Regions from separate parts of the Muntiacus reevesi genome. Here region 2 is linked to region 1. A link is a contact called in public Hi-C data. All regions are on one chromosome and are shown on one strand. Each heading gives the region's core, a stretch centred on a gene start, on an enhancer-like site or on the middle of the called end of the contact. The rest is flanking DNA. Distances are from core to core; before and after follow the strand shown.

What was found. Hi-C and Micro-C count contacts between places; a contact is called where the count stands out from the background.
Region 2: a contact with region 1 is called in a Hi-C map of blood, with 6 times the contacts expected there. The contact joins the promoter of SEC23A here to the promoter of FBXO33 in region 1. A contact is called at or near these places in 2 of 3 Hi-C or Micro-C datasets (blood and muscle).

What each region holds. Positions count from the first base shown.
Region 1 is chr15:46,488,236-46,495,051 of mMunRee1.1, forward strand. FBXO33 (F-box protein 33) reads right to left here and starts at 3,108. Exons shown (of 4, transcript XM_065906548.1): 1 at 2,305-3,108. The coding sequence starts at 2,906. LOC136146974 reads left to right here and starts at 2,909. Exons shown (of 6, transcript XM_065906067.1): 1 at 2,909-3,095; 2 at 3,307-3,395. The coding sequence starts at 2,909.
Region 2 is chr15:46,295,263-46,302,078 of mMunRee1.1, forward strand. It overlaps SEC23A (SEC23 homolog A, COPII coat complex component), which reads right to left and starts at 2,498. Exons shown (of 20, transcript XM_065905990.1): 1 at 2,301-2,498.

The DNA of each region.
Region 1 (6,816 bases), core at 1,858-4,357:
AAATGGTAGAAATTATAAGGCAAAAGCACTGTAAAATTTACCTTGGAAATGTAAAGAACAATGTCAAATATTGATTTTTCTCATTAGTTATTAAATTTTATGGTTTTAGAAAACCAAAGAACACTAAAGCATTTGAGTCATTCTTCATTGAGCCTGAGTCTGATGTTTAAGTGATTACGAAGGAAATAAGAATAGGCTTTATCAGAGTTATCAAATAAACATCTTGGTTTAAAACATTTCCAATTTCTCTAAAGAAAACTAGTTTCACTTAAATTTTTAACATTCATATTAGTACTTCCAATATTAGTAGAGTATCTCAAAATATTTTCAAAAATAAAGCTGAGACATTTTTTCCAAATATATAAAGATTATTTAGAGGGTGGTCTTATAGACAAGTAGATTGAGATGCTAAAGAAGAGGTAGGTTCACTTTTATTTGTCAACTTTACCTCAACACACACAGCAAAAAAAATAAAAATTAATGAAAAATTAAACAACAAAGAAAAGATGTGATATATCACTATTTTGCCTATATAACCTTTACCTGTCCAACCAACCAACCAGTTAAAAGGAACTAGATAGAAACTTTGTAAAGTGGGTTCTTACTTGGACAAAAGACATGCATTTTTAAATGACTGCTCAGAACTCCTATCTAACCTCAAGAAAAATCTAACTGATACTGGCAAATTACTTAACCCTGTTATGTTTCAGTTTCCTTTCTTTAAAGAATCCATCCCACTTCTACCCTCCAATGAATCATCAGCAGTAAGTGGTCACTGACTGAATGTAACCTCTGGGTCAGGTGGGCCTCCAGCCACACATCCAACTCTGACAGAAAGTCTCCAACATGATCAAGACCAATTTATAGTCTTAAACAGCCTCTTTTGCCACATAAAATCAAAGTGAGGAAATAAAATGGCTTGGTGTGAGAAGCTAGGAAAATACACAGTACACTGGGATGATGCAGCCATGCTCTAGATACAGCTTGCAGCTAACGCTTACTTTCCACCCTTGTGATTCAAACAGAGAATTAAGAATACACATGTATCTATCTCACTTAGCATAACCAGGACCTTCACTCCATTCTGTTCAACATAATGTATTTACTGCAAAAGGAAGTACACTGCTGTCAGAGAAAAACAGTACTGTATGATAATGTGCAAATTATTTGACCCTGTTACGTTTCAGTTTCCTTTCTATAAAGCAGGGATAATAACAGCTGTCCTAACTCACAGGCTCAGCTGAAAGGATCAAATAAGATCCTGAATGTGAAACTACTTGCAAACTGCTGAACTATTACTGCTATCTAAGTTGCTCCTTTTTTGAACTTATGAACTTTCCTCTACCTCCCAGTTTAATTTTAGGCTTAGTTAGAATATCCAGATAGAGAAAATCTACGTTAATAGGATTCTGGAGAGGGCGGTAGATAAAGAATGGAAAACACTGATTAGGACGACGGGCCAGAACACAGGAAGTTAGCCCCAGAATGAAAGTCTTGATTCAAAATCAGGACAGTTTGGGCTTACCCTTTGCAGACACTGGCCAGTTCCCCCAACACACGCTAACACCAAGCTGTACTGTGCTACTTTTAGGGGAATCACTGGGGACAAGTTGAGTCTGGAGGTTCGCAAAAGGGAGGGACCTTCTAATCCTGATTATCAGCCAGTTCCCCGATCCCTTAAAAAAAAAAAAAAAAAAAAAATTCCTCCTACTCTTTGTGCCTGGCCTAGTTAAAACCATTCCCGGTAAGAAAATGGCTGTCAAAGATTTCTTTTTATGCCGGGAGAGTCTCGAACCTATGCGAAACCTGTGGCATACCTACTCCCTCCGCCACCACGAACTATTTTGATCGGAAAGGTTCAGAATAAAACAACAACAACAACAAAAAAAAAACAGATTAGTTTAGTTTCTCCCAAGACTCATTCACAGGCCTCACCCTCCAAGCTTCAGCTCTCTCATCTGTAAAATGAAGAATGACCGCGCCTGTCAACTCCATCCCACTGCTGCCGAAAGGATGAATGAGACAGTGCCTGAAGGCGCCAGGAGGGCTGTCTGATAAACACCAAGTCCATCACTGTTTATAAAGTATTAGGATGAGTCCTGTTATGCCCTCCCGCCTCAAGGAAATCGCCGGATTAGAACTGACACCCCCAGTCACTGAAAAAAGCAACGCTGAAGCGGGCGGGGCGTTTCCACACTAAATCTATTTCGAGGTGAGAGGAAGGAGGCGACCCTGCGCCCCGAGAAGTGGAGGCGGGGCGGGGGGGGGGGGGGAGGATGAATGGAGGGGCTGCCAAGTGCCTACCTGTTGTTCCGGATGCTGACTAGCACGCACAGGACCAGCTCTAAGTAGGTGCGCAGCACTTCCAGCCAACGGGTTGAGAGCTGCAGGGCTTCGACTTCTTCCCCGCCAGTCCCGGCGTCGGCGCTGCCTCCATCGCCCGGGCCGCCGCCGCCGCTCAGGTAGTTCTCCGCGGCGAATTCAACACGCAGCTCTCGCACGAACCAGCCGCACTTGCGCATGAGGAATTCGAGCCGTGGCTGCTCCGCGGGCGAGACGCGGAGGCAGATGCGGAGCTGGGGCCAGAGAGCCGGATAGAAGAGGCACTCGCGCCAGTGCGAGCAGGAGGCCGAGGCCCGGAGCCGGTCGGACGCGGACAGGAAGGAGAAGATGTGCACGATCAGCTCGCTGGGCAGCGACGCGGCGCCTGCCGCCTGCCCGCACAGAGCCATCCGGCCCCGCCGCCGGCTGCCGATCCCCGGTCGCCCCCGCAGTCCCCGGAGCAGCCCCCGCAGCCGTCGCAGCTGCTGCAGCCGCAGCCGCCGCCACCGCGCCACCCGGGCGGCCCCGGCTCGGGTTCGGGCTCCCGGTGGTCGGGGCTGCGGCACTGACAAGAACAACAACATCAATGACAAGGAAGAAGGGGGCGGAACCGTCGTGGGTCTCGGCGGAACCAAGTGCGGCACCAGTTGCGGAGAGGGGGAAAGGCCTCTGCGGGGGTGGCCTCCAGATAGCCAGCCTCTGGCCTCTCAAACTTTACTCACGCGCGTCCGAGGCCTGCGCTCTCCGCAACTTCAAAACCCTCGCTTGTACTGGTTAGGAGCCCGGAAGCGGCAGGATTTATTTTAAGGAACCGGGAGCCCTCCCCGCGCCTGGAGGCGGAGGCAGACCAGTGGTAGGAGCTGAGTTTGACGTCACCGGTGGTGGGAGGAGCCTGGGCGTGACTGGGCGCGACTTCCGGAAGAAGGGAGCGCCCGCTTGCCGGTAGGGAAGAGAGACGAGGCACGTGATTCCTGACGCACTTAGGCCGATGGGGCGGGGCGGGAAGCGCTGGTGGTGCCGGCAAATGGGCGCCCTCTCCCGTCCCTCAGAGACCACTCAGTTCAGTCAAGTCTGTACGTCGGTTAACTTGGACGCTCAGGAGGTCGAAGTAGCGTTAACTCGCGTTGGTGCGAGAGGTCCTGACGCTTTTCGTTACACGCTTCTCTGTTTCTGGGCTGAGGGCTCAGAGCCAGAGTGCTGGCTTGTGTCTTTCCTAGCCGTCCCGCCTGCCCCGAGTGTTGTGGAGAGTTTCTGAGAGAGAGCCCCTGAGAAGGGGAGCGGGCGCTTTCGCGGGCTCACTCGGAGGGGCTGGGTTAGGGAGAGGAGCCGCGCGGGCCGGGGCGGCGGAGAGGCCGGACCGAGGTGGTCAGTGGACGGCGCCACCCCTCGGTCGGACCTCGAAGTGGACCTGCGCGCACACCTGGTGTGTGGGGAAGGAATGAGGACAGCGCCACCCTTCGGATTTAGAGGGAGAGGAGAAAACAAGGCAAATGAGTTAGATCTGCGGGTTGATAATCGGCGTCTTCCCTGGCGTTCCCTGTTTTGAGGCCCTAGAAGTAAAGAAGCTGGTGGTTACGGTAAAGGTTTTCTTTAGCTTGTCTCCCCTCGCTTTGAGAGAGGGATTTTCGAAAGAGTTTCCGTTAACTTCACCACATCTTGGAAAGTAGTAAACTGGTTGTACCGGGCAGTGAAGTCAGAAGGGAATAGTTAATTTTATGTAACAATTGAGGATTGCATTAGTGAGGCTGCCGCTTCAGAGCCTTAGCTGTGATCTCGAAACAGCGTGGTTTTCTTGTAATTAACTTCACGAAACTGTTCTACAGGATATTTTTAGCTCTTTGAGGGCAAAATTCCCCATTCGTGATGCTTTGATGCCTTTTGGTGTCTTGTCTGTGATACTGAGTTGTTACCTCTGAGTTATCTGTCTTCCTTTCCGTCGCTGTAAAAACAACGACAAAACAACAACAACAAAAAATGCTTTCCTTCGTGGTAGATCACATCTCTGAACCTCTTGTCTGCAAGAGATTTTTCTATGTAATTCTTCTTATAATAATTTTATGAATGAATTAATGGGCAGTAATGGAAACAGCAATGAATTAGGAAGTTGAGACTTGGATTTAAATTTTTTATTTTTTAAATTCATTGAAATATTTTGAAGTGGACCATGGGTATATGAATCTTCCACTTGTAAGTAGTACAATATGTGTTTCTGAAAACATAATCGTATATAACAAAAATAGTGTTATCACACTTAAGGTAACTTTTGTTATCTTCAAATTTGTCTAGTTATCTCTCAAATATTCTTTATAGCCATCTTGTCCAAACCAGGATCCAATTGAAGACCACACTTGTTTTTGTTTATATTTCAAAATCTCAATCTAGATTAGTCACCCCTACTTTTTTTTTGGTTTCTCTGATTAGCTAAAGAGGAGGCATATTGACCAAGAGAATATCTTCCCTTCTGTGATTGTTTGACTACTTTGTCTTGGTGTTTAGTTTATTACTCTAGTACCTGAAGTTCTAGTAAACCTGGACATTTAATGCTAACGGCTTGATTAGGTTGGTGACATCTCCGTAAAACAAAGTGATCTGTGAGGTGTGATGTTTTCTGTCCTGCTTTCCTTCAGCCATTCACTTAATGGCCTTAATAATAATTGATAATTCTTGCCTGAATCATAATTTTATTATGGACTTCAAAATGATAATTTGTAATTTTTTCATTCCATCTACATTCATTAATTTGCATTCTTCTGTATTGGAGAAGCTTTCTGTCATAAACTGGCAGCATTTCATTACCCTGAAATATAGCTTTTATTGGAAAGTCAGAAAAAATGCTTAGTTCTTTTTCTTTTATTACCAATTTTGAAAGTTATATGGCCTCAAAGAGTGACAAATGAGTTTTTCTAGCTTTTATTTTATTTTTCTGAACATCACGTTCTTAGGATTTTTATGTTTTAAACATTCTTTTAGGTTCTCAAATTTTGATACTTCTAGAACTCCTCACAAAGAAAACTATGTAACTATTATTGTAATTTTAAACAATTCCGTGGCATTTTATTTTTAGTAGGAGGCTGAGACTGGATTTTGGTCTTTTCTACTTTTGTCAGGATCTAGCTGAGTAACATTTAAACAAGTTGTTTAACCCTTTGGGGCCTCCCTTTCTTCATTTGTCTAAGTTCTGGCAAGGCTCCCTGCAGCTCTAATGTTTTCTGACTTTAAAAAAGAAAACACCCTATTTTATTGAGATATGTTTTTCATATATAATTCATTTATTTCAAGTATGCACATTAATAATTTATATTATCAAGTGTTACAACCAACACTATAAATAGATTTTAGAACATTTTCATCTCTTTAATAAGATTCCACATGCCCATTTACCTCCACTTCTACCTCCCCACTTCTACCTCCGGGCAACCATGAATGTACTTTCCTTTTGTGTAAATTTGACTTTTCTGAACATTTGATATGAATGGATTTATACAGTGTATGATCTCTTATGTCTGTCTTCTTTGACTTAGCATAATGTTTTTGATCTTGGGTCCTTAATTAATTCTTTTTATTATTGCTGAATAGAATTTCATTTATTTATGGTTTACTCATTTACCAGTTGATTAACATTATTTGTTTGTTTATTTGTGGTCACTGTTAGTTCTGTGATTAGGGATTGAATCCCAGCACTGGTAGTGAAAGCACCAAATCCTAACCATTGGACCACCAGGGGATTCTCTGATGAACATTTAGGTTTCTAGTTTTTGGCTATTTTGAATACCATTTCTATAACTCTTCATTGGCACGTCTTTTGTGGACATATGGTCTTGTTTCTCTTGAGTAGATACCTAGAAGTGAAAATGATAGGTTGTATGATAGTTCTCTGTATAACTTTTGGAGAAACTTACAAGCTGTTTTTATAGTGACTCTGTCATTTTCCAGTCCTAACAGCAATGTATGAGGGTTGCCAGTCTCTGACTCTTTGATGGTCTGGAGATATTCTCTGATTGATTTGAGAATGATATTTTTCCTTATTCTTAGTGTTGTACTAGCAACAAACTACCCTCTCCTTGTTGTTGTTGTTTAGTCGCTAAGTTTTGTTTGACTGTTTTGCTTCTCCATGGCCTATAGCCCAGCAGACTCCTCTATCTATGAGATTCCTCAGGCAAGAATACTGGAATGGGTTTTCCTCCAAGGTATCTTCCTGACCCAGGATTAAACCTGCATCTTTGGCATTGGCAGGCGGATACCTGCCTTAGATACCACTAATAATTAGTCTTTAATTATTAGGACTCGTTTCTAAAGGAAATAAAAATACAGATAGTCTCCAAAGTAGGTGGTTCTGCTTATGATTTTTTAATTTCACAATGGTGTGAAACCGTGATGTGCATTCAGTGGAAACCTAAGTTTGATTTTTCCCAGGCTAGTAATACATGGTATGATACTCTCTCATGATGCTAGACAGTGGCAGTGAGCCACATATCCCAGTTGCATCACAATATT
Region 2 (6,816 bases), core at 1,248-3,747, 190 kb before region 1:
AACAAAGGTCAAGGATAATCAGAGGGGAGTTAGAAGATGCCAACCTCAGTCTTAGCATAGGAAACAATAATAGTTTTCCAACTATGTGTTTATGTGAGGCCAGATTGCCTTCATACAATTCAACCAGACAACATATCAAAACAGATAGCAAGTAGATCTGAAAATCCACCTGTCTTCTATTAAGCCTAGCTCAGCTGGTAAAGAATCCTCCTGCAATGCAGGAGACCTGGGTTCAATCCCTGGGTTGGGAAGATCCCCTGGAGAAGGGAAAGGCTACCCACTTCAGTATTCTGGTCTGGAGAATTCCATGTACTGTATAGTCCATGGAGTTGCAAAGAGTAGGACGTGACTGAGCGACTTATTTTTTTTTTTTCTTTCCTTTTCTTCAGGATCCTCAATAATGTTTAAGAGTATAAAGAGGTCCTGAGAATCACCTCCTTAGGACTCTAGGGCTTAATTTAAAAGCATGGAAGCTGGTAGAGAAAGGCTCTATGAAACTTATCATGAAGACATCTACACACAGGCAATGGCCAGGTTTAGGTTTCTATAAGAGGTAATAAGCCTGGATGGTAACTCCACATCCTTACTTTTTCTTGAGACATACTGAGTATCACCTGACTGATATTTGAGTACAATTCCCCTCCTCTTCCTCACTGTTTGTCCTCTCAATCGCTCTGCTCTAAGATCACATTTGTTCTCTAAATCACATCTATTTATTCATTATCACTTTTCAACAGTAGTCTGAAAAATGTCCCACGTTCTTCTTCTTAACTGGTCTGATTACAAAGACAAGCAAAATACCTCCCCAAATTCCCTCACCTTTCCAAGAGAGAAATTAATCTTAAAATCACTTACTCTAGAACAAATGCTGCCAGGCTTGGTCCCATACTCAACAACATCATATTTGACATAAAGTCCTTTTGCAAACCAGCTCTTTATGAAACGGCATTATTTGATAAGCATTCTCTCCCCTAGTATTGTCTCTATAAATGCATAAAACTAAAAAATTTTGATTCAAACACTAAACTAGGATGCAGAAAATAGACTGACTAGTCATTACATTTTATTAAGTGGTACAAAACATAAAAGACCATTCTAAAGAAATGTCCCCTTTTTAGCACAACTTATAATCATTGGGAACTACTTTACTTTCTCATGGTATAACTAAAAGTAAAGAAACATTAAGTCACTGTAACCTAGCACATCAGATATATGCCCATTAGCCATTTTATAGATAGCTAAGTGAAAAAACTGTAAATTGTAAGTAAAATTTGAGTTCCTTCCAAACAGATGTATCTGTTAACAGACAATTAAATGTGGCTTTCCCACTTTTCTGTCCTAAAATCCTCAATTGAAGTGTCTTCAACTACTTCCCACGACTAGATTATGCTGCACAAATAGCTTAATCTCTCAGATCCTCAAATTCTCATCAGTAAGATGAGAGGTTTGGGTTGGAAAACTACAAGGCCCCTTCCAAATCTAAAATTCTGAGTCAATTAAAAATGACTGAACTTCTAATGATGTCTGTTAGACTACTGCAGAGGGCAGAAAAGGAAGACTTAACATACATCTATATTTAAATCTAAAACTTCTTTTAATCAAGTTCACTTGGCTGGTTATCCACATCTTTGAGGCGTAGACCTTGAGGAAGCTCCCGTGAAAACACGGATTCAACATAAACTCATTCCAGTGATTCCAAGAGGATTTACGATGACTTTTCCCTTACCACCAAAACTGGAAAACACTTAGGGCCGAATGGAAGTACGGAAGATGGGTCCAATCCGAAAAGTGAAATCTATTTGTAATCAAGGCCCACGGTGTGAGCTCTAGCTGGCACTTTTCTCCTTCTCCCCTTTAACTCCCAAGGCCAAACTACGAGTGACGAAGTCACCTCGGGTCAAAGTCTAGGGCTCTTCAGATGAGGAAAGGAATGACCCAAGAAGCCAAAGTACCCAGAAGCCGTGATGGGGTGGGGTGAGGTGCGGTGGGGAAGGCAGATCGGCCATGAGCGGAGGGTGGGGTGCTGCGAGAGGTGCCCCAACTGCTGTTTTTCACTCGACTCTCATCTTTCACCCCTGATCCGGGGGAGGTGGGTGAGGGGGCCGGTTCCCAGGCCCTGACAGAACTAAGCAGAGGTGGTGGGTGAGAAGGTGACAAGTTCAGGGCTCAAGGCAGCCCTCACCGGGCCGGGTCGCAGCCCCAGCGCACCCCCACCTGGCCCGGGGCACCCAGAGGGCAGAGTGGGCACCACCCTCGAGACCCCGGCCCCGCGGACCCGCCGCCGCCCTTCCCCCGCTTACCAGTGAGCGCTAGCGGCCCCTAAGTCGATCCTTACCACAGTGCCACCACGTACGAGATCCGCGCCTGTCGCAGCCTCTACCTTACAAATCCGTCCTCTCCGCCGCGCGGGAGCGGCCGTGGCACCGCAATCAGGGACCGCGCTGCCCCGCCCCCGGCCTGCGCACAGAACTCTGGTGGACCAACATGGCTGGTGCCGCCTCTGCCACGTCAAAGGGAGGGGGAGGGGCGGGGCGGGAGAGGAGGGGCGGGGCGGGGCGGGAGGGGAGGGGAGAGGAGATGAGAGGAGGGGCGGGGCGGGAGAGGAGGGGAGAGGAGGGGCGGGGCGGGAGGGCGGGGCCACTCTGAGGGCGGGGCGACCGAGCCGCAGACCCGCAGGCGAGCCCGCGGGAGCGCGGCGGAGACCCGAGGTTGGAGAAGGGGAGGAGAGAGGGGAGGGGGAATAGGCGGAGACGGAGCCTGAGGGGCGGGGCGACAGTGACAAATCTGGCACGGATAGCCCGGAGAGGCGCAGAAACCCGGTGGAACTAAAACGCCAGGGTGGGGATGCGTCGTGGGGATGCGGTCTCCTCTGCCGGGAGTCACGGCGGATTCCATTCCCCGTGGGCCTTCACAATGTGGGACCTTCTGTCGCCAGACTCCTACCTCGTTGAGAGAAACGGAGGTGTTCCCTAGGACATCTCTCCTTTAGGGCCCTGGTTGATTCCAAGAACAAGCCGCATCTCCCCTGAAAAAGCAAAGTGAGAAGTTCGTTCTTTCGCTTAGTACAACAAACATTTACTGAACATTTGTCTGCTTTGTGCTAGGCACAGCAGCGATGCTGTGATACCGCGTAGGCAAAAAGGGCCAAATATTCGGTCTGGAAGAACTTACATACTATTTGTACACTATTGATGTATTCCTAGTCAGTTTACCTCCCCTCCCACACTGCCTCTGCCATCTCTCCCCCATAAACACATACAAATACACACACACACACACACACACCCTCTACAATCTTTGGTTGATTAATCTTGATGTCTTTTCTGATTCTCTTTCCAAGAAAAGAATTGAGCAAAATGGGGAAGACAGAAACTGGCTGGAAAGACACTGGAGCTTGATGATCTGAGGCAACCCCACCCTTCAGTGAGGAGTTTGTTGACTAAAAAAATAATATATTCACAACCTTAAAGTACAGAGGTATTTTATTTGGTGGGAATGTTAAGGACTTTGAGCCCAGAAGCAGCATCATTCACTAGACCTGAGAAAACTGCTCCAAGGAGGCATGAAGGGAAGTCATGCTATATACAAGTTTACAACACAGTGGAGCAGGCAGTCTGACCATCAAAGATTATCGTGAGGTATGGGAAATCAACATTCAGAAAACTAAGATCATGGAATCTGGTCCCATCATTTCATGGGAAATAGATGGGGAGACAGTGGAAACAGTCTCAGACTTTATTTTGGGGGGCTCCAAAATCAGTGCAGATGGTGACTGCAGCCATGAAATTAAAAGACGCTTACTCCTTGGAAGGAAAGTTATGACCAACCTGGATAGCATATTAAAAAGCAGAGACATTACTTTGCAAACAAAGGTCTGTCTGGTCAAGGCTATGGTTTTTCCAGTGGTCATGCATGGATGTGAGAATTGGACTGTGAGGAAATCTGAGCGCCAAAAAATTGATGCTTTTGAACTATGGTGTTGGAGAAGACTCTTGAGAGTCTCTTGGACTGCAAGGAGATCCAACCAGTCCATCCTAAAGGAGATCAGTCCTGGGTGTTCATTGGAAGGACCGATGCTGAAGCTGAAACTGCAATACTTTGGCCACCTCATGTGAAGAGTTGACTCATTGGAAAAGACCCTGATGCTGGAAGGGATTGCGGGCAGGAGAAGGGGGTGACAGAGGATGAGATGGCTGGATGGCATCACTGACTCGATGGACATGAGTTTGAGTAAACTCCGGGAGTTGGTGACAGACAGGGAGGCCTGGCGTGCTGCGATTCATGGGGTCGCAAAGAGTCGGACACGACTGAGCGACTGAACTGAACTGAATTGAACTGAAGGGAAATCAACATTCAGAAAACTAAGATCATGGCATCTGGTCCCATCACTTCATGGAAAATAGATGGGGAAACAGTGGAAACAGTGGCTGACTTTATTTTGGGGGGCTCCAAAATAACTGCAGGTGGTGACTGCAGCCATGAAATTAAAAGACGCTTACTCCTTGGAAGGAAAGTTATGACCAACCTAGATAGCATATCAAAAAGCAGAGACATTACTTTGCCAACAAAGGTCCCTCTAGTTAAAACTATGGTTTTTCCAGTAGTCATGTATGGATGTGAGAGTTGAACTATAAAGAAAGCTGACGGTTGAAGAACTGATGCTTTTGAACTGTGGTGTTGAAGACTCAAGAGTCCCTTGGACTGCAAGTAGATCCAACAGTCCTTTCTAAAGGAAATCAGTCCTGAGTGTTCATTGGAAGAACTGATGCTGAAGCTGAAACTCCCATACTTTGGCCACCTGATAAGAACTGACCCTGATTTTCAGCATCTGAAAAGACCCTGATGCTGGGAAAGATTGAAGGCAGGAGGAGAAGGGGATGACAGAGAATGTGATGGTTGGATCGCATCACCGACTGAATGGACACAAGTTTGAGTCAACTCCAGGAGTTGGTGATGGACAGGGAGGCCTGGCATGCTGTAGTCCATGGGGTCGCAGAGTCAGACGCAACTGAACTGAACTGAAGGGAAATCAGTTATCAAGTTAAGGAATTTAGCATTCTATGTATGGGAAGATGCAAGTCTCTGGGCTCACTGAATTCATTCCTTTCACATGGACCTCAACTCTCGGGGGCCAAATCCTGTTTCCTGATTGTTTACATCCTTAATTCCTTGTTCACCTTAAGGAGTGGCAAATGTGGCAGATGGCTGCTTCCCCTAACTTCTCAGCAATCCTGGGGGTGGAGGGTAAGGAGGGGGGCATGGCAGCATCTGCTGGACAGAAGGCATTGTGTCCCAAAATTGCTGATGTCTGTGACATTTCTTATTTATTGATATGGCAGGAGTTACTTCATGTCACAGATTGTTCATGAAATTATTTCCAAAAAGGACAACACCTAAACTCTTGCCAAGCTTAGCCCTATAAGCGTTTTACTGCACAGAGAAAATGATTAATTTTTTGTTCTTCAAAGCTTATATTCACAAGAAAGAAGATACATAGCAAATATATATTTTACTTTCTCTAAGCTTGTTTTGTAAGATAAAAGAGGATGACTTTGGTTGTCAGATTTTAAACAATCCTGAAGAAGAAATGGGAATCAAAGGCCAAAATTCTGCACAGACCTGCAAATAAAGTGGGGTCAATGTGCCACCTTAACAAGGATTCTTGACTGAAAGTACAGCAAGTAAATAGCTGTAGACGATGATATAAAGGTGGAATATGGACATTCACAGAAAAAAAAACAAGATCTAAGAATGAGTAAGGTAAATAGACACAGAGGAGAGGATCCACTGGGATCCTGGAATTCCGTGAGAAATAAATCAAAGTCCAGCACCTTTGGTAAGTTCATTCATTTTATGGTCCCCAGAGAGGGATGTTTGCCATCCAACTCAATGAATTCTAAGAACTCATAATGTTTATGTTTTCAGTTGGATAAAAGGCTGTTGTTTCCTATTACAATGAAATAAATGTTAGGATGGGTAACAAATTCAATTATATCTGTCTTTATGTACTTAAAGATTAATGAGTTTAAGAGTTAACCTTTCTACATATTAGGATCTATTAGACCCAGCTTTAGTTTTCAAAGATTTCCTCTTCTGGGAGTACTATTTGTAAGGATTGATTTTTTACAACTTTTATTATTTCTTAAAGATCTTTCAGAAAACGAAAATTCATTTAAAAAAATAGGATAAAACTTAATTCTATTTGCAGTAGTTACATGGGTCCATTGAACTCTTGTAAATCTAGGATACATCATGGAATCTTACTGATCTTATTTTTCCTGTCTTGCAGCATTCTGCTACTTCGTCATCCATGGAATTACTTCATCATTAATGATTAATTGTTCCAAACTATGCTTTAAAATATAGTAAAATAATAAGAAAATGGAAAATGATATAATTACCTAAGATGATAGAATAGTGAAGTAAGTCATCACCATTGCATTATCCTTCAGTTTTCTTTTTGCAATGCTCCAAGTACTGTAGCTTCTTTCAAGATCTTTGTACTATGGCTCTAGCTCTCATTGAATATAGTTGAGAATTCAAAAGATGAATACAGAAATAGAAATACAGAAATTGCTCTCTAATAATGAGAGCAAAATCTTAAAATAAGAATCTTTATTCTTTACCAAATAAAGTAATTTGGTACCCAAAAAAAAAAAAAAAAAAAAGAATCTTTAGATGACCATTTCCTAAATGAATGTTTCAAAGTCAAGAATTAACGAGTCAACAATATATTTCTAAAGACAAAAACCATGATATTCTCATTCAGTTATTCATTCAAAAGGAATAACTTCATTCCACAAGATTTGCAACAAG